Linked DNA regions of Gossypium hirsutum: region 2 is linked to region 1. A link is a contact called in public Hi-C data. All regions are on one chromosome and are shown on one strand. Each heading gives the region's core, a stretch centred on a gene start, on an enhancer-like site or on the middle of the called end of the contact. The rest is flanking DNA. Distances are from core to core; before and after follow the strand shown. Region 1 holds the start of LOC107912378 (CCR4-NOT transcription complex subunit 10). Region 2 holds the start of LOC107912465 (synaptotagmin-5).

The links. A called contact is a pair of places that touch in the nucleus more often than the background predicts.
Region 2: a Hi-C map of seedling shows a contact between it and region 1, with 2.2 times the contacts expected there. The contact joins the promoter of LOC107912465 here to the promoter of LOC107912378 in region 1. A contact is called at or near these places in 5 of 34 Hi-C or Micro-C datasets (leaf and seedling).

The regions. Positions count from the first base shown.
Region 1 is chrD08:23,561,210-23,563,909 of Gossypium_hirsutum_v2.1, forward strand. It overlaps LOC107912378 (CCR4-NOT transcription complex subunit 10), which reads left to right and starts at 1,447. Exons shown (of 9, transcript XM_016840536.2): 1 at 1,447-1,959. The coding sequence starts at 1,771.
Region 2 is chrD08:23,720,745-23,723,444 of Gossypium_hirsutum_v2.1, forward strand. It overlaps LOC107912465 (synaptotagmin-5), which reads left to right and starts at 1,307. Exons shown (of 12, transcript XM_016840655.2): 1 at 1,307-1,750; 2 at 1,837-1,992; 3 at 2,068-2,188; 4 at 2,572-2,693. The coding sequence starts at 1,646.

The DNA.
Region 1 (2,700 bases), core at 197-2,696:
TGATGAGAGTGATGATTATAAATGATACTTAAGTGCATCCAGTACTAAGAGTGAAAAGTCTCGATTGGACATTTATTTGGAAGAATCAGATCTTGAGTTGAATAGCCAAATAGATGTATTGAATTATTGGAGCAAAAGTTCAATTCGATATTGTGAGCTTTCATTTTTGGCTCGTGATCTTTTGGCAATTCCAATATCGACTGTAGCTTCTGAGTTGGCTTTTAGCATGAGGAAGAAAGTTATCACATTTTTGAGGAGTTCCCTTAAGCCAAAAACGGTTCAAGTCGTTGTTTGCTTTGATAATTGGATGTGAGCTAAGAGGTTTTCAACGGGTAATTATTATTTTCGTTTTATTGTTATAATTTTATAACATTTTATCAATTTGATTATATAACTATTTATTCTTATTTTATATTAGAAATTGATTACAAGAATGATGAGAATGATAATGATGATGATTCTTCGATTCGTTTCTAGGTATATAATTTAGCTTAGAATTTATAGCTTGTTATAAGATAATATATGTTGATTGCTTGATATAAAGATATTTTGAATGGTTGATTACATTTTGTAGGTTGTTTTTGGTGCTATTTTGAGTGTTTTTTCACTGTTATTCTGCTGTTGTTTTTAATGTTCTGCTGCTGTTGGGTGCTAATCTTTAATGCTATTTTTGGTACTATTTTGCTTGATATATATAGATATTGTAGAACTTTTGTTTGGATATTGTAGAACTTTTAATTTTATTAGGTTTCCAACATCAATTGCGTGAGGATGAGACCTTGTTGTGGTTGGTTTTAGTTACCAAATTGTTTCACTAATTATCAAATTTCTTGTACTTTATTATTCAACTTTAATGTACTTTAGTGAAACAACCTTATGTCATCCTTTACTTCAAGTGGTTTTTCATTTTTTGCTACCTTTACCCAAATCATATTATATACACTACCGTGCAGAATTTATTATTCCCTTAAAAAGATACTCATTACATTAACAATGCTTAATTTTTTTTGAAAGGAGTAATGATTAATTATTATAAACATTAACGAGGTCTACATCCATCAAATGCTAATAAGTTTTCATCTAATTTTTAATATTTGTTAATGAAATTTGATAATTTTTTGGAAATATTTGGTTTAATATTTTTAATGTATTTGATATATACTATATTTTTTAAATTTATTTTATGTAATAAAATGTTTTTTAAAAAAAGGGTCGGGCCCGATTTTAGCATAAATAATCTAAGTTGGGTTTGAAAAAAATTTTAGACCCGTTAATCTGGCTAAGTAAACGGACCTAAAATTTTGGTTAGGCCCAAACTCGACCTAGCCCATAAACACTTCTATACACAGTAATTATCTGTCCGGGCCCATATTCGCCACCGCCCATTCTATAAGAAACTGTTCTGATTTGAAGTCTAAACCATTACTTTTCCAAAGGAAGTCTAAAACCCAAACCAAAATTTAGCCCAAAAATGTAAAAACCAAAAACTCGGATCAAATCAAATCCCACAACATCATCATCTTTGATGTTGCATCAATCCACAATATCACTGCTCACTCCGCAGTTTTAACTCATTTTGGACGAAAAAGAACAGAAAAGAAAAGAAAATTATCCCTCGATTGCGATTTTATTAAAAACTATGCATTTTCTAGTTTAAAGAAGCTAAGGGGTTTCTTCAACCATCCTCTACGCCTGAGATCTTCCCCCTTTTTTTCCCTTTAATTTTTAAATTTCATTTTTCTTTTCTCGTTCGATTGGTCTGATCTGGTCATGGATTTGCGAGATTCATCACCGTCGTCGACTCCGAATCGGGATGGTAACGCTGGCGACGACGACGGCGTCCTCTCCGTCACTTCCGCCCTCGCTAAAGACGCCGCTCTTTACTTTCAGTCTAGGAAGTTCGCCGAGTGCGTCGGTGTCTTGAATCAGCTCAACTCGAAGAAAGAAAACGATCCCAAGGTAAATTATTTCAACTTTTTACACATACGCATGCATTGGTTCCTTTAATGAATGCGATTGAATCGATTCATTTCTCGGATCTTTTTTGCTTTATTTATTTATTTATTTTTAAAGTGGGAATTTGAACATTGTTTTCCACCTTTTTTGTTGTGTAATTTTCCGGCTCACTAATACTTGATTATCAGCTGATTTCATAAAACAATTAATTTAATCCAATATTGTTTCCTTATCATTCTGTACATTCATGGTGCTTGAAACCCCATAACCAGGTTTAATTATTTTCATATGGCGATTTCACTGTATATGTAAACTTAATAATTCTAATTGTTGATTTCTCTATTTATATTTAGACGTGCAAGGGTTAATTAATAAAACCGTTTGTGGTGTTGCTGAACTCCTCTATCGGCGTATATAGGATAATAATCTTATACATGATCAGCACATGTCAAATGTATATAATTGCTTGCAGAGATTTTTGCTTCACCGGTGGTGTATCATGTAATAGTCCTTTTCTTGGTGATGATAGATTCTTTATGTTACTGTACTGCCAACAACTCTCTTCCGTTGCAACGCTCTTTTAAGCTCTGGCTAAAGAATGTTGGGCGGATGAATCATGGGTTTATTTTTATGACAGTACAAATTCTGTTTATCTACTGTGCTTATGAAATAAAAGTTGATTGATATCTGATGAGTTGGACTAGAAAATACTCCTTTCACATAGAATTTATATTTGCTTGAAAT
Region 2 (2,700 bases), core at 57-2,556, 160 kb after region 1:
ATCAAGTTGGCCCTAAGCTCAAACATCAAAATCAATGTCGTCGTTCCAAATCCCGCAACATCCAAACAGGGGAAAATGCGTTCATTCGGTTGGTAGCTCGGACCATGGACACACGCTCTCAGGATGCGATACTCACCCTATCCATAACAAATTACCATATTAGTTAAATATGCTAATTAAAAAATAATAATGTGCAAATTTATAAAATACCCATGAATAGCAAGTAGCAAATTTTTTTTACTGAGACATTAATCATCATAGCAGTGCGACCGATTTCTCTAATCAATTAACTCATTTCAATATCTACACAAACAAAATTGAATAAACATATCATTTTAAAATAATAATATTTCTGCATAGTAATATTTACCACAACCCGTTTTCGTAAATAATTTTATTTTTGTTTTATTTAAATGTAAATATCCACTTAATAATATTAATCACTAACTAAAAAAACTATAAACATAAGTATCTTTATTGAAAAAAATATTAACCTATAAAACATTAACAATAATAAAATCTTAAACCTTAAATCGATCTAAGTATTAAAAATAAAATATAAACATACAATATACAAATTATTATTACAAACAAAAATAAAAATAATACCTTAAAACTCTTAACAAGTTCTCCTTAAAACTTCAACACAAATAAATTTTTTCTCCCCCCAACTCTAACACAATTAATAACACACAAAAGTCTCTCATTCACTTTCTTGTTTTCAATTGGGTAAGGGGAAACCGTTTATTATATATAAGAAAAAAATAAAAGGATGGAGAAAAAAAGGTTGGGGGTGAGCCGTGATCGGTTTGGTCTCAGTCAGGCGGCACCAGCTTGACATCCTGCCGTCTGACGTGACCAATTGGTCAAATTCACCTCCAGCTATTTCTTTTATTTGTTTTTTTTCATTTTTTATTTTCTGTCACATTTTAAAAAAAACACGTTAATGCCGCCAATGTGTCAGGTGACACCATAAAAAATATTCACCGTGTATTTTTATTCTATATAATCCTCGAAAATACATGTATTCTTTAAAAATTCATATTAGTATCGTTAATATGTCAAGCGACACCACTTAAAAAATATATATTTTTTCCAAAAACATGATTAGCTGATAATTGGAGAAAATATTAGGGTGATGCTGCATGGCAACTTGGTGACACCTTATTTTACTATAGAAATAGATCCATTTTTATAATTAATCTATTATATATTTTTGTATTTAATTTTTTTATATTATTTTTTGTAGAAAACCCATACACTAAAGTCTAACATAAGAGAGAGCGGAGGCACTATAGCATAGAAAATCTATAGCGGACGTGGAGCAATTAGATTGGTAGAAGAATATAGTGTAGTAAGCTAGCCAAAACGGATGGCCTTTTGTGTGCCTGTCGGCAAACGGGCAAAGACCCTTCACTTACATTCTTGCAGTGGTTGGTATCTTCAATCTCCGCCCCCCAAAATCCTTTTCTATTATTAATCCAAATCTTCTATTCTGTTAATTTCACAATTTTACCACTTAACTTTTAACATTTTGTTTTCCATGGACCACTTTCTCCATTCTTCTTCACCATCTGAAGCATAAATAAATATAAAATACAAATATTGTGCTCTCAAATTCCAATCCTACTATTGTCTTCGGAAAATGGGTTTCCTTGTCGGGCTGCTGTTCGGTCTTGTCGCCGGCCTTGCTATTGTCGTTTTCTTTGTTCGCTCTGAGAACTCTCGATCCAATCTTCGAACTAAGCTTGTTAGTCCTTCACTAATTTCTTCTCTTTCTTTTCTTTTCCAATTTGATTTTAAATTTTTTATTCTAATCTTCTTTTTGGATTGCAGGCAACCACGGTGGCTGCTTTCGCAAGAATGACAGTCGAAGATTCTAGAAAGATCTTGCCGGCAGAATTCTACCCTTCTTGGGTGGTGTTCTCTCAGCGCCAGAAGTTGACTTGGCTTAATCAGCACCTTACGAAGATCTGGCCTTACGTTAACGAGGTCAAGCTTTGTTTAGTGAATGAAACAGAGTTTTATTTTATTTTATTTTTTAATTGTTTAGATTTGGTGTTACAGGCAGCATCGGATCTGATAAAGGCGTCGGTTGAGCCGGTGCTAGAGCAATATAGGCCAGTTCTACTGTCTTCTTTGAAGTTTTCCAAGTTTACTCTCGGCACTGTTGCACCACAGTTTACTGGTTAGTTAATTTGCGTAATTTATCCTTACATTATGAAAGTTTTTATTCTTATTTTTCTTATTCGGTTATCGTTATTTTTAATTTTTGGAACTTGAATTATTAACGGGATTTCTCAATGCTGTTCCCAATGGCCATTAGTTTCCTGCAAATGACTAAAACAAAGATCAGTTTGAATTTTGGGACATAACTGTTCTAGATGATAGTGTAGGCAAATAATGTATGTGGTTATCCATAAAGTTCAACACTGGTTGCCTTTTTTTCTTAATCAACGCACTTTTTGTTCTCCTTTACTAAAATGAGACTTTTCTAGGCGAGTTTTGGAATGGAAGACTCAAAAATTGGTTAGAATCTTGTTAATGTTATGAATCAATGTCATTCTTTAGGAGTAAGTATCGTTGAAGATGGAGCTGATAGTGTGACAATGGAGTTGGAAATGCAGTGGGATGCAAATTCAAATATAGTACTTGCTATCAAGACTTATCTTGGTGTATCACTACCTGTGCAGGTATCAT